Linked DNA regions of Mus musculus: regions 2, 3 and 4 are each linked to region 1. Evidence: chromatin contacts called from public HiChIP or PLAC-seq data. All regions are on one chromosome and are shown on one strand. The core of a region is the stretch at or near the end of the contact, and the rest is flanking DNA. Distances in the headings are between cores, read along the strand shown. Region 1 has its middle 220 kb from the start of Pappa. Region 2 has its middle 91 kb from the start of Gm23950. Region 3 has its middle 190 kb from the start of Gm23950. Region 4 overlaps Pappa (pregnancy-associated plasma protein A).

Region 1 (3,763 bases), core at 787-3,286:
GCAGCACTGGAATGTCACTGAATATATGGAGGTCTGGCAGCATACAACCTGTGGTTGAATTTGGGCACAAGAGGATGAGGGTGGGAGTGGGAAAACTGAGCAGGAGTCATTAAGTCTGGGATGAAGTGGAAGAACTGAGCAAGGAAGAAAGCAGTTGAGTAGAATATTGACTTAAAGGCTTAAGAAGCCAGGTATAAAAATGTCAACATCAGCAGTAACAACAATGATAATAATGAAATAATAATATTACAAAGAGACAAACCAGAGCTTCATGTTTAATTATGTTCTGAATTTACCAAAATTTTATTTATCTGAGGACATTTGAAAAGAAAAATAACACACTATATCAAATTGTAATTAGTCATATGCATCCTGAAGGTCCTAGGCAGGGTACAGGGATATATACAACTTACTGCTAAATGCATCACAAATAATATCAATAGATCAGCAGCTATGCCTCTGATGAGCCAATGTGTTAATTATAGCATTACGTGGACACAATATTTTTATAGTGTTTGAAAGTTATATAATAAAATATTTTTTAAAAATTGTAAGGAAATTGTTTCCATTTCCATTAAATGAATCATATCAGAAAACACAATGATGAGCTGAATACTGGCTCATTAGGTAGAATTAGGTACAAGTTTCCAGGGTGGCACTATGGCTCCATGTTAACACACATTTTATAGTCCACTAGATAAAAAGCATGATGACTGACAGAAGCTCCGGAAGGACTACTTGGTTTCTGGTTCTTAGCTGGACAGGTGATTTAGCTCCTCTGCTCTTCCTTTTCTTTATTAGTCAAGTCCATGTAAGAATTTCCCAGGGTTAATGTGACGATGGAAGTATTCTGTAAAACGCAAACTACTTTAAAACTATTTGGAAACTGAAAAAAACGATATTAAAGAAGCCTGCTATAATTATTATATTCCAATTAATTTTCTCTTTGGAATAGAAATAATTTGCTTTCCAACTGGGTTTAAAACAAAACAAAACAAACAAACAAACAAACAAACAAAAAATCTGAAGAAACGGTTCTTTTCATAAGCCATGGGGATTAGACAGAGGTAATAGGGGGACTAAATTAAAGCTTTATTTGCCCCATTCAAAATATATTTCTTGGTGTTGGAGTGATAGATCAGGGGTTAAGAGCATTTATTGCTGTTCAAAAGGATCAGGGTTTGATTTCCAACAACCAAGTGGTGGCTCAAAGCTGTTTGTAAATTGATTCCCAGTGTATCTCATGCCCTCTTTTGGCACTTGTGGGCACTGCACACACATAGTACACAGTCATATCACACAGGCAGAATACATATACATTTAATTTTTTTTCAAAAAGATTTAAAGAAACAAAATAAGTTTCTCTTTGTTTCCCAACTCCCAGTTTAAGGCCCAACCAACTCCAAGGTACAAAGAAAGACAAAATCACTGTATGAAAACCTGGTTCACAGTCTTCAGTTGAAAAGCAGAAGATGATAGAAACTGTTTATAGTACTTATTGACTGTATTTCCCTGCTAACCACTACGCATTATCTCAATGAATCTCTACAAAAATCTCTGAAGAGTTCAATTTTACTGTTTTTTCTCTTATGATAGGAGGATAAACTTTAGAAAGTATATTATTGCCAAGATCCTTCAGCTAGCCTTAGATTCATCTGGTAACCAAGCCCATGAGTTTGCTGTTGTTGTTGTTGTTTGCTTGTTTGTTTTGCTTTGTTTTCTTTATTGTTTGTTTTACACAGCCCTGTAACACTTTCATGAATGAGGGGAAAGCTGCTTCAAAGCTTAACCAGTTGAATAGAAACTAGTAGGCATGATCTGTTTGAACCTTAATCCACACAACTCTCCCTGAGTCCTTCTCATCATAGCTGCATTGTATTACTAGCAAATGTGAATGTTTTGATGAATTAGGCAAACTCTCCAATTGCCTGTACATTGCAACATCTTTCCTTCAAAGGCCAGGGAATGTAGACTGTACGTTCTTTGTCCAGCTTGTCTGAATGCGTCAACACTGTCTGGGAGGCACAGAGGTGGATGCCTTCCTAGCAGGGGTGAAGCCTCCTTTTGCATATCCAGCTCCTGTATTTGTATTACTGCCATATACTGCGTACTACTGAGCCAAGAAATGAAGGGGCCTATGGTCCCAGCCACCTCAGATTACGCAAGCCAAGAAAAATGTGCAAATCACATGAGAAAAACAGGCAGTCCCCAAACATCTTTATTTGTTCAGTTTTGTGCCCTCAGACTTTGATTGCAGCCTTGCACTTAGAAATTTCAAGATAAATCTCAGCAGCTGGACACTAAGTAAATCCAGGGCAGAGACTCTGTGTAAATTCTAAAGCTTTGAAAGCATGAACCTCTGTCCAACCACTTGGAGTACAGAACATAGTGTGAAGGGAGGGGGACCTGGTGCTAAGCTGTGTCAGAATCAGCCTTCTGAGGAGCTTGTAGACATGTCTGTGCATGCCTCAGCTTGCCTGATAAACCAGACATAAGTGGCCTGCTTGCTGGGAACCGAAATGAAATGAAACAGTCAGAGGAAATGAAGGATTAGGAAGAAGAAACAAAAGATTACATACTAAAATTTGTTAATGAAACTGGAGGGTGGGGACTGGTAACCACTGCAAGTACTGGATAGCAGGATGCTAAACTGTCAACCACTTCGTGGTACCTTTGATAAGATCCAGCAGTAGGATTTTTATAACCATTCAAACCAATTCTCCATATAATCCTAATATTTAGGCAGTGTTTGCCACATTTTATAAATTGAAAAAATAATCTAAAATTGAGCAGTAGAGTAAGAGTGTCTCTTCTAGAAGTAGCATGTCATGTATGTAAACAAACAATGAAACTAGACATGAATAAGAAACAAGTTTGCAGCACATGCTTTGTCAGAGTTTTACCTTGAGCTGCCCCTATGGACAATGAACAGTGATTTAAACAAATAAATTTATAATATAACCTCCTGTTTTTAGAACCAGTAATAACTGTTGTATAATGTTCTTGCAATAATCAAGTGTTATATAGTGTTTAGATCTCGTATACTGAAGAGATAAATTGAAAAAGAAGGTTTGCTTCTAGGAAAAGTTCATGAACTGATTTAAAGTATTTATCCCTGGGAAGTTTTCTCCCTTTGATGATTAGAAAGGGGATTTTTTTTTAAGATGAAGAAAAGGAGGAAACAACTCTTAGGGGGTGGAATAAATGAATAGACGGGACCAGTCTCTTGTCATAGCATGATATGAAAGGACACTATTATAATAAGATCTCTTAATAAAACAGGCCAAGAAGACAGAGTGGAAGAGTATGAGTAATAGAAGATGTCCAACTAGTCTGGCCAGCTTAGCTAATAGTGTGTGAATGAATGAGTGGAAAGTAGGAAGGCTGAGTAAATCAAGGCAGACTGCATTTCCCTTATGAAGTCATTATGTTGGTTGGGATCCTGTGGTTGCAAGTAACTGAATCAAACTGGAGGTAGAATGGGAAGTGAGAATATGTAATAGAAGCATGCCACAGCGTGTCTTGAAGAAGCATGAAAGCATGTCATCTGGTCACTGGGGTGGTGAAACAGAAAGATCCCTGCGTCTCACTGGTCAGCCTGGTCTAGCCCTTTGGCAAAACCCATACCAGTGAAAGATCCTGTATTAAAACAAAAGGTGGCCAGGTCCTAAAGAACAACAGCTGATTCTGTCCTCTGCCTTCCTCATGAACATGCACATGTGTACATCCTACTCTACCCCAAACAGCAGCCTCAGGACTGACA
Region 2 (3,594 bases), core at 47-2,546, 370 kb after region 1:
CATGAGCTTCCAATCTCATAGTCCAAAGCATCACCCTCCCCCTTCAGAACCAGCAGCCACATTGACCACAGCCCCCCCCCCCCCAGGTATTATTTAAAGTGCTTTGAGCTCACTAGGTTCTCTGCAAAAAGATTATGGAGGTAGATAGTGTCTCAATTTCTGTGGAGCTGGAAACAAGATCATAGGTATGCACTTGATCCATACATAGGTCTAATATGCCAAGTCTAGTTAGTGGCTCAAGTTGACTACAGCTTTTGTCAAATGATTTAAAAGTTCCAAAAAGCAACAGGGCCAAGAAAGTAAGGGGTTAGTCTGGAGGACTATGCACACGCACCATAATATGCTTGATGAAACAGATCCTTTGTCTGCTAGCATCTGAGTCCAGAGGAAAAGGGTGTGTGTGTGTGTGTGTGTGTGTGTGTGTGTGTGTGTGTGTGTAGTTTCATATGCCAAGAATTCACATTATTTATATTACACAGTGTTATTTGCCTCCATTCTCTCTGCACATGTTCTCAAGATACTGATAAACAATGGCCTATTCTCTCCATTTTGTGAATGAAACACTAAATTTTATGTAGTCTGGTACTTATTTGCATTAAAGGAACCACACACATCGAGTTATGCTCACTAAGATAGGATATCGATATAAACATTGAGTGGATGCTGTCTGACACTGAGAATACTGGCAGTGTGTGGTAGTTTTGGGGACCAGATTAGACACAGGAGGAAAATCTCTGTGAACAGTCAGGGGAAGCAATGTTGTTGGTTATTACATAGCAATTTGCTGGGCACATCCTCAGCATGACTGAATAGCCCCTTTACCCTGAGGCCCACTCTCTTTGTTTATTAAATTAATGATGAATAAAAGCTTCAGTCTTTGTCTATCAGCCTAGGGGATTCATTAGTTATAAAATGAATGTGCTCACCTCAAGTTTTGTTTTCATTGTATTCATTACGTGTCTTCTGAACCCTAGCTTCACTGGAATGTGATTTGTATCCCTGCAAGATCCCTTAAAGCCTTCTACTTTGCTGGGAGCAGGCAGTTCAGAAACAAAACAAAAATAAGGAGAGAGGGAAAAAAAGGAAAGAAAAAAAAACCTTGGAAGTCTATTTCCCTCCCCCCCCCCTTCTTTTTCCTTTCTTTCCAACCCCTCCTCTAGAGAACACCAGAGAAATAAAAATAAAACTGTAATTAAGAAAAGGACTAAGAATAAATTCCACGCATTTAACCAGAGTTCCATCTCTGAACCCAGGAGGATTGGTGCATAGCTGTGGTTGTGCGAGAGGAAGCGTGCAGGGAACTCATGCTGTGCTTTCAACACAGATACAGCTCATGAGGAATAGTTTATCACTTAAACCATCTCCTTAATTCTGCAGAGTAAAGTCAAGACCTCAGAGAAGTCTCAGATACCACCACTGTGGCCACTGGGGTCTCCCATTTCTGGAGTCCCTCTGGCCCAAATAGCTCAGAGCAAATCACAAACATTTATGGACGGAACCCCATGACCCACCCCACCCCCCAAGTGAATATTTTAATATCCCATTCGGCAAAGGGCAGAATGGTAACACAGAGAAGTTCAAGGCTCTTGGCTGCTTGCCATGCAGAGAAAAGTGAGTAGTGGCTGGATTCTGAAAGCAACGAATGGCCAGGTGTGTGGTGGATTATTCCAGCCATGTGCTGAAGAGTGCTGGGCTGTAAGTCAGAAGACCTGGTTTCTGACCCTGGCTCTGTCACTTACTCTCTGGGGAATTTCTTCTCTCTGTGCCTTAATGTCTTCCCCTATAAAACAAAAACCCAACTAGAAGACTGTAAATTCTCTTTTACCTCCAAAAGAGATGAAGGTCTATGTCCAGGAATCCAGGAGACTGGGCAGACTTCTTTATCCTAACTCCTAAGCATGGCATATGCCATCTTTCATAATGAAGCCCTTTGTAACTGAGAAAAGTTGTCTTTTCATTCATTGGGTCTTCCTCCAGGTTCTCTTCTCAAATTCTTTCCAGCTCCACTTTGGAGAACACTTAGTAAATATCTACTAAATTAGTAGAAGTTGTACAGCTGAGTCCTTAGTTCATCTCTGCCTTCCCCTGACCGGAGGGGTCTTGAGGGGCAGAGTTAGGAAAGATTTGGGACACTTTATATACTTGGATAGATTTTAAACTGTAAACAGCTATCAACATGTGGCTTTTCTATGTCATCTACTTTAATTTTTGACAATACCCTTCCAGTTTGGTCTTGATGTACCACACTAATTCTAAGCACTATAATTCTTAGCAACTTATTATCCATCACCTACCATTTGCTAAAGATAATAACAGGATCTAGAGTTACAAAGATGCTTAAGATTTAATTCTTTTCCCGAGGGGCATTCTGTGTCATGGGGAATCAGGCAAGGAGGAAGGTAACTGTAACACATTGCTGTTACTGCAATGAAAGATGATAGATGGGGCTGAGAAGATAGTTTAGTTTGGAGAGTGTTTGTCAAGCATTCATAAGACCATGGTTTAGTCTCTTGCACAGAATCTACCTAGTGTGGCAGTACACATCTGTAATCCCAACACCAGGAACATGGAGGCAGGACAACCAGGATTTAGGATACCTAAAATTCAAAGATGGACTGGACTTCAGGAGCCTCTGTCTCAAATCAAACAAGACAAATAAGTATAGGAAACTAAAAATTTTCAGAAACGAAGTGAAGTTATGCATAATGATTTTTAGTTTGGTGAGATTTTACAGCACTGAACTGGAAGATGCTAAAATAGTTAACATGTATGTATGCAGAGGGGTAGCCTTTTTGATAAAAAAAATAAACTAGATGGTATTTTAGAGAGAATGCAATTGAAGTGGGCACTGTTTCCAAACTAAATGACATCAAGGTGTAGGTCACATTAAAGAAAAGTAGGTCACCTCACACTACCCCATGGCGTCATCTATAAGAATATTTCCACTCTTTCCTGGCTTGGGTTTCTTAGATGTAAAAGTGATGGTTAGATGAGACAATCATGGTTCTTCCTTCCAAGCTTGAGTATCCTGTAGGACCATGAAATAGAGTATGTACTCTTCTTCCTCTCACAGCATTTACTGCCGGGCTGGGCCCAGGATTGCGGGTAGAGAGAGGGAAGAGACAGGTTTGTTTTCTATGCTCGATCTCTGGACTTTGGAGAAAGATGAAATTCAGAAGCTTTGAAAAAGGAGAAATAGAATGAGATTTTCTGTTAATACCACTATGTCTCTTGTAGAAATAGACAATGACTTGATACTAGAAATCAGAAGGATGAAGCTGAAGCTCTAACTTTGTTTGTTTGTTTGTTTGTTTCTATGTTGTTTGTTTTGAGACCGGATCTTACCAATTTGTTCCGTCTGTTCTAAGCCTTGCAGTCAATCATCCAGCATCAGCTTCTGCAGTACTTGAGATTTCAGGTGTGTGCCCAAGTGTGTCTGTCTCTAAGATTTGACATGTTAAATGAGAAGCTTGTGGACTCATAGTGTTTCATTTGATTTCTGGAGGCTCTGTTTTCTTCTAAAAAATGGAATACATAACCTGTTCTCTGTTACTGAGCTATCCGGAATATGAAGCAAAGGTCATACTTGGCAAA
Region 3 (3,766 bases), core at 636-3,135, 270 kb after region 1:
AATTTCTCTTTTCTGATCATGACCTAGATTATCAGTAATCACTTTGGCATTGAGACAGTCTTTAACTCTTAACTTATAATCAGATTGGGAAGCTAATCCTGGATACTCTAGACCAGTTCACAAAAATCCATTCTTTAAATTGAAATTAGAGTTCTCAGAACAAATCTTGGTACCAAAGTCATTATTTCTACAAGTTCCCCAGAAGTAAAACTGATATGATATAGAGACACAGAAATATATTACTTTTGATGAACTGAGTTTCAACATTATGGGAGATGGTAGCAGTGTGTGTAAACAAGCTAGAATGGGGATGAAAGAGAACCAAAGGTTCATTCCACTTTGATCTCAAATGTCTGAGAATGGAGACAGTTAATGATTCTGTTGACAGTTGAAGGTTCTGTTTCATCAAGAAAGGCATTGAGCAGACAAACTTTCTTTTACACTGGAGTCAGCCTTTCTCTTTTATTCAGATCTTCCATTGATTAGATGAGGTCCACTTATATTAGAGAGAATAATTTCTTTACTCAATCCACTGATTCATATGTTAATCTTATCCAAAAATACCATCACAGAAAAGCCCATAATGATGTTTGACTAAGTAGCTGGATATACACAAACAATTAATCACCATGTTCTTTCTTTCTCTTTCTTTCTTTCTTTCTTTCTTTCTTTCTTTCTTTCTTTCTTTCTTTCTTCCTCTCTCTCTCTCTCTCTCTCTGTCTTTTTCTTTTAAAATTGAGTCAGTCTCATGGTCTTACATACTCCAATCTGATTTGAAGAATTTCTATGTCTTAGAGAAATACTCTTATCCATGAATATGAGGGTATTTGAGGGAAAACACTTTAAAAACTATGAATAAACAAGCTTTAATATTCTAGTGTAAAGAGCCTTTTGTTTGCTTAAAGAAGAGAGCAACACTAGTAACCATGAATCTGAGAGTGTCGGATAGGTTTCAGGAATAGCAAGGATGTAAGAATCGTTTGCTCAGAGATGAGCACTAGAAGTAGCCATGAAATCGATAATGGATATAGCCAGAGATCAGACTACAAATGATCCAACTACAAACAATACATGGATTATGTTCTATTTGAGATGAATAAGACTTGGAAGGATTTGGGTAGGAAATTTATATAAAGTACTTTTGGAAACCATGTAAATTCAGGGTGCAAGAATTACAGTAGGAAGTTAAATAAAGAGCCTGTTATTATGATTTAGTTTTAATACATAGGAAAGGGAATGCAGACTGTCCACTCACTGATGCATGCCCTTAAATGCCCCAGTTTCAATGTTGCTTGCCACATCTACAGTTTCATCTTCCATGCAAACCTTTCCTCTGTGTCTCAGTGTGAAACATGGAAGATATCAAGATCATCAGCCACTGTGATCTTAAAGGCCAGATATTAGCCCTCAGGATTTCCCTTTGCAACATCAGAAGCAGTAGGCTTGTAAGTCTCCAAATATGTGAACCACCACCACAAGTCAACTTTGATTTAAAGCAAAGGAGCTGGCATTGCTTAAAGGTGAGGTCACTGGAACTGGAGCCTTGATGAAGTTTCTCAGAAAGAAAACATTGTGCTGTGTTTGTGTCTCCCTCACATTCCTCTTTCCCTCTCCCCTCACTTCCCACCACATGTGGGTTGGCTGTGCCTGAGGTTCCAGGGATTGAACAAAAACCATTGAAGTTTGGGCATATCAAAGAGTCTATACAAAAACCAAGCAGAACTCCCTTAACCTGAGCACAGTTCTGCAAGTGTTGATTGAAGGAGACAGAGAGGAAGCTACTTTAAGTCTTTTAGAGAAAACAACACTTGGTGTGTGCTCATGGAATTTGCTACATAATGAGGACACTGATTCTCCCTCCATGAGTCAGAGTCTGGCCACTGTAAAACTATGGAGAAAAAAATCCTCTGGGGTTTATGCATAGGCCATGCTTCCAGGTTTGTGACTATATTAACAAGCCCTGGAACCAGGATCCCAGGAAGTCAGGATCCCGGCTTTCATGATTAGCACATCCCTACAGGTCACAGGTACCTCGGGTAGATGGCTTTCATGAGTAGCACATCATTAGATGTCACAGATTCCTTGGGTGGCTAATTTTGCTCTGCTTTGGCATTAGTTGGCTTTTCTGTAAAGTTGAAACAATATGTCCTCTGCAGGGTCATTACATGCATTTGGTGCTATGGTCATAAACCCCAATGTTTCTGGCAACATAGCCCTGCCTTACTGTCATACTTTAAGCAATAATCCGATTTAAGGCTCACTCTGTGTCCATCCTGGTTCTGTTTGGAAATAGAAGAGTGCTTAGTGGAGTAAAATATGCAAAACTATGCCTTTTTTGCAAAATGAAAAATACTGACATTTTCAAATGATAGGCAATATTCCTGATTAATCAGAGGGAAGATAACACTCATACCTCCTTCCTTCTCCAGTTCCCTACCCTATGTGATGTCTTCACTGTGGTATTCACCTAATTGCTCTGAACAAAGTAAATGTTAATTTCTGTTTCATTTAGCCCTGCCATATTCAGTTCACTAGTAACCACTGCCTCTTCGATATTTTGTCCTCTTTTCTCCCTTCCAGTTTTATCAATGTTAATATCACTCAGACTTAAAGCATCCTTAGCTCTCAGGAAGCCTTCTCTCTAACACTTTCCTTATCAGCTTTCTAACCTAATCCCCAAAATGGTTAAAGATGACTTTCAAAAACATTTATCTTCTAAAGGAATCACATTCCATTTCTTTTCTAAAACCTTCAAGTCACTGGGTTTCAAACTCCTCAGCATGTCTAATGATGCTATAAGTGACCTGGTATTTCTCCACTTCAGTCATTGTACAGTGATCTCTCTAGTACGTCGCTCAGTCCCACACACATGGCATCGATGCTGTGATCACATACATATGTCAGTTCAAGGCATTTCCTGAGCTTTTCCTTGAATGTGTTGAGAAGCTCTGCCTCTAATACACTGAGTGGTTATGTCCTTCTTGCTTGGACCCTTTTCAGCTCAAACTTCTTGACCTCTACAGGGCTTCTCTGACTGCCCAGTCACACAAACACTAATTTTGCATCAGTTTCTTACTCTGCTGCCCTTTCCTTCCTTACCATCATTAGAAATTATAATGTTCCTGACGGTTGGTTTGTATCTTTTTGATGTATTTTCACTCAAATCAGAAACTCCATGAAAATGGATTTTTCATTGTCCTAGGTTTATAGTCTATCAGTGTCTATCTCTGCCTGCTGACCTCAACAGAATGTAATGCAGAACAGGACCTCGTCCTTGATAGAATCTTTTGACAGCATGAAATGGCCTTTGGGGAACAACCTTTCAATGTCCTTTAGGTATATATGTGGTTCTGCCAAAACCTAGCCTTCTTTCTGCAAAAAGACCTTCAGTGGCTGGCAAAGCTATAAATGATTTAGATTTAGACCGTAAGTGCATTGTTTGGAAAGTGCACAGTGTTTGGTAGAAGGGAACAATATTTAAAATCATGTCATTTCCTTGTAAAAGTGAAAATACTAAAAGTTTTAAAATCATATGTAGTCTCAATGGTTTACCTAAGGTAGGTCAGGAATCATATTAGCAGAGAACTACTCAGGATTGGTCCCAAACTCCATTCCTCTCCAGTTTTCTCAAATATTTAATGTCTTCATTGTGCTACTTACCTAGCTGCTCTAAACAAAGTCATCTTTTGTTGCATGTGTTTATAAAGAAATCATGCTTCAGACACTTGTTTCCATATGAAACTATCTTTCCCAAGTATGCATTTTT
Region 4 (3,486 bases), core at 644-3,143, 340 kb before region 1:
TCTCCTGCTCATTCAAGACTTTATCCAGGTGTGGGACACAATCTTTGTTATTTGAACTCTCTTCTCTGACCTACCTGGTGAGATGACTTTAGACAATTCGCTCAAGCCCATCTCAGTGCCTCTATTTTCTGGTCAGCAAGATGTGTAAGGCTACTCTGGAAGGTTGAATGATATGTGACATTTCAGAATTTTTTTAGCATAATATTGGTGGAATTAGGCATCTAACAAATGGAGCCCTGCCTAATGAGCCCACCTACCTGGTGCAAATTCCACTTCTCCTAATCTAGTATGACCTTGGGCAATGCACATGATAGTTCAGATTTACAATTTTATCCTTTATCAAACTGGGTGATGACTTTAGTAATGTTTTAGAGTTGCTGGGAGTGCTGGTAAAATTTTTAATGAACCATGCTAGTAAAACATGAAAGAAAACAATGTATACTCCTTTAAAACTACTAAGTGTCACTATTTTAACACCGATCATAAATGAGCCCTTTTCCACTTGTATTGCTTTGGGGATCAAACTCATGGTAAACTACCTGGCTCAGATCAGAAACTGTATTGGCTTATCACAACTCTAAGTAGTAACAATAATAACTAATATATTTTGCTGATGAAAACTGAGGCACAGGTTTATATAGCTTCTGCATCAGATTTTCAGCCAGATGCCGTGTTGGTAACTACGATGCCATCTGATGCTCTGTTTGTGCTGTGCACATCCTGACTCTATCACCATCGTTGCCACCCCTATCATGGCCATCCCCATCTCTTCCTCTTTTTTTTTTAACTTTATTTTTATTTTCTGTATAAAGGCCTATCTTTAAGTCAAGGAAAGCATTCTTTCCAGAAAGCCTTGGAAGGGAAAGTTACAATATATAGAGATGTTTTGTTTGTTTGTTTTAACAGAGGGAACTGTAAATGAATTTAGGCAATGAGGAATGTTTGATTTCGTTTCTCAAATTATTTTTTTCCTAAGATGAGAGGTGGATTCTTCCATTACGGTTACACAGAAAGTACTGTTAAAAAGAAAAATAATAATAAATGCAGCTCCCAGCAGAGCCCCTGTCTCCCTCCTCTCCAGCCTAAAATACTGTTTTCTTTTTTAGTCATTGTTGTTCTAAACTCTCCTAGGCATATCCACTGAGAAGACACAACGATTCATCTTCTTGTTTTCCTTTCTCGCCTTGCTTCAGTCAGGGCCAGGATGGTCTGACAGAGGGGCCATAGGCTAGGTGACCCCCTGCCCTCCCAGCAACTTAGTGGCCAGGCAGATTGATCCTCAGCCCCTTACTGTGTATCTACCACACAGAGAGGGAGGGCACTGGGCTTTAGGGAGTGCTAATTGAGTTACTGGCCCTGGCTCTAACACTGGGGTGGAGATGCCCTGTCAGGGATGGGAGACAAAGTGAGGCTGAGAGCTGCTGGGGAGAGGAGCTGGGAGAAAGAGACACATGGTGGGGGGTGCCTGCAGTCCTGAGAGATATGATGTGGGAGTCTCTATGAATTTGTTTTCTTGACTCTATGTCAGCATCCAGCAAAATTTGAATCTCCTCAAGCCATGAAGGATGTTCAGTATTAGGTGGATCTTGAAAACAAAAAGAGCCTTTCACAAAGGGAAAAACCGAGTTTCAAGATGTTGAACCGCACAAGGTCTACCACTAAGCCAGGACAAGAAGTGAACTATCCAGGACTATCGTGAAGCACATAGTGTGAAATATAAAGGCACCCAGAGTTGCATATTCTGTAAGGGCTTAAATGTCCTCTCTGAAATGATCATGTTTCCAGCGTTGGCTCAAGATCTATGACTAACTGCAAGCCCTTTAGGGGATCCTGCACATTTTGTCTGACTAATTTGACCTTCCCTCCTTCAGCTTTTATCAGCAGCCTGTCTGCCATTTATGACTCAGTGCCTTAGAGAGGACTCCCCAAAGCTGCTGAACAATGCCTCCAGCCAGAGCCTGCTGGGGGAGTTATCACTTCACTGATATCATGGTTTCTAAAGGAAACCCCAGGCCTGGTGTGTGTTATAGTTCTAAACAGCCGAAAAAGGACAAGATAATTTCCACATTGCAAAGGGGAATGCAGTCGGCATTACTCAAGAGGTCTTGTGGGTGGTGTTTGTTGTAATAAGAAACTTATGTACTGGGGGACTAGGGCACTGGGGGTGGGAAAGTGGGAAAGGGAAGTCACCAGAGTGTTGCACAATAACACATTGGCACCTTGGGAATACTTCCGGATGTGTGGGCTTCTGAAAAGTGAAGGGGAATGCCCCCATAAATCTGTCACCCACCCTCACACTGCTGTTACTGGCCCAGAGAAAACAGCCCTTCTAAATGGTCTGTGATGACAAGGGTGGCAAAGAAAGGCAGAGGAAGAGGAGGAGGAGGAGTGGGGAGGACAACGACAAGAAGGAGGAGGAAGACATAGATTAAGGAAGAGAAGCAGAAGGAGGAGGAAGGGAGGGAGGGAGGGAGAGAGGGAAGGAGGGAGGGAAGGAGGAAGGAAGGAAGGAAGGAAGAAAGGAAGGAAGGAAGGAAGGAAGGAAGGAAGGAAGGAAGGAAGGAAGGAAGTCCATTCCAATGGCAAAGCTCTGGAGGAGAAAAAGCAGGGTCCTGTATTCAATTTGGAGGGAGCACCATACCTTTGGAACCTTGAGCCAGTTGAGACATCCTAATAAATTTTAGATCTCATATCTGGGATACGAGCCACATATAGGCTCATATTGAATAAAGCTGCACAACATAGGGCCACCCCATTTAGTACTATGCTGCTCCCTAAAGGACTGCTCTGGTTGATACTTCTTCTTCCACAGAATCCCGACTCCCTACAGTTACATGAGAGAGGAAAGTCTAGTTTCAGGAAATGCTTCTAAACTTCTTTCTATTTTGTGAAGAGAGTTTTCAGTTAGGATTTTAATACATAATCAGCAGAAACCAGTTTTGGTTAGCTTGAGCAAAATAAATGAAATAAATGATCTATTTGAAACACTCAGTGATGAAGGGCTCTCTCATAGGGCGGGAGAATAGAAATGGCTTTCCCTGAGGGGAATTTCAGGCAGATGGCAGCTGCTCTGGCCCAGGTACTTAGTCTCCATAAGAAATAACACACCTTTCTAGTTTCCTCAGCTATGATGCTAAAGTACTTTGGATACTGTCATTTCATGAATGATCATCAAAATAGGTTCAATATGGCTTCAAAATCCAACCTGTGGCTTGGTTGTCTGCTGAGGTAGAAGTTAAGCCTAGAAGGTAAGTTGTGGGTCCCCACGCAATCTGCAGAGTAACTTCGGGAAGATGATTGGATATTATCTAGTGCTCTAATGAGGATTGGGCTCCACCCTACTGAAAAAATGATCTTGATTTCCCAAATCCAGGATTCAGAAAGTAACACTTCAAAATATTGATAGATATCTGCCACAAATGAGCTCCAGGTCTTTTTACTTTTTCTGGGTGGTGTTTGTTTTAATAAGAAGTATTCATCAACATG

Evidence for each region. HiChIP or PLAC-seq counts read pairs in DNA pulled down with a chosen protein or histone mark.
Region 2: an H3K27ac HiChIP or PLAC-seq map of the NIH/3T3 cell line shows a contact between it and region 1, with 5 times the contacts expected there. The contact joins two enhancer-like sites. A contact is called at or near these places in 1 of 39 promoter capture datasets (the 3T3-L1 cell line), 1 of 15 datasets of contacts at CTCF or cohesin (the NIH/3T3 cell line), 13 of 484 Hi-C or Micro-C datasets (the 3T3-L1 cell line, 3T3-L1-derived adipocytes, adipose-derived mesenchymal stem cells and 7 more) and 2 of 115 datasets of contacts at active chromatin or transcription factors (the NIH/3T3 cell line and embryonic fibroblasts).
Region 3: an H3K27ac HiChIP or PLAC-seq map of embryonic fibroblasts shows a contact between it and region 1, with 6 times the contacts expected there. The contact joins two enhancer-like sites. A contact is called at or near these places in 1 of 15 datasets of contacts at CTCF or cohesin (the NIH/3T3 cell line), 2 of 484 Hi-C or Micro-C datasets (adipose-derived mesenchymal stem cells and embryonic fibroblasts) and 2 of 115 datasets of contacts at active chromatin or transcription factors (the NIH/3T3 cell line and embryonic fibroblasts).
Region 4: a contact with region 1 is called in a CTCF HiChIP or PLAC-seq map of the NIH/3T3 cell line, with 13 read pairs. The contact joins two enhancer-like sites.

Annotation. Positions count from the first base shown.
Region 1 is chr4:64,899,929-64,903,691 of GRCm38.p6, reverse strand. No RefSeq gene overlaps it. Among named protein-coding and RNA genes, the nearest start is that of Pappa, 220 kb to the left of the region's middle. Within about 2 kb of position 2,036, at least 40 of the 459 cell types and tissues checked have an H3K27ac peak or open chromatin away from gene starts, as enhancers often do. A contact at or near this core is called in the NIH/3T3 cell line, adipose-derived mesenchymal stem cells and embryonic fibroblasts, where this site is marked.
Region 2 is chr4:64,533,778-64,537,371 of GRCm38.p6, reverse strand. No RefSeq gene overlaps it. Among named protein-coding and RNA genes, the nearest start is that of Gm23950, 91 kb to the right of the region's middle. Within about 2 kb of position 1,296, at least 15 of the 459 cell types and tissues checked have an H3K27ac peak or open chromatin away from gene starts, as enhancers often do. A contact at or near this core is called in the NIH/3T3 cell line and adipose-derived mesenchymal stem cells, where this site is marked.
Region 3 is chr4:64,633,545-64,637,310 of GRCm38.p6, reverse strand. No RefSeq gene overlaps it. Among named protein-coding and RNA genes, the nearest start is that of Gm23950, 190 kb to the right of the region's middle. Within about 2 kb of position 1,885, at least 45 of the 459 cell types and tissues checked have an H3K27ac peak or open chromatin away from gene starts, as enhancers often do. A contact at or near this core is called in the NIH/3T3 cell line, adipose-derived mesenchymal stem cells and embryonic fibroblasts, where this site is marked.
Region 4 is chr4:65,241,273-65,244,758 of GRCm38.p6, reverse strand. All of the region lies in intron 9 of Pappa (pregnancy-associated plasma protein A), which reads right to left. Among named protein-coding and RNA genes, the nearest start is that of Pappa, 120 kb to the right of the region's middle. Within about 2 kb of position 1,893, at least 65 of the 459 cell types and tissues checked have an H3K27ac peak or open chromatin away from gene starts, as enhancers often do. A contact at or near this core is called in the NIH/3T3 cell line, where this site is marked.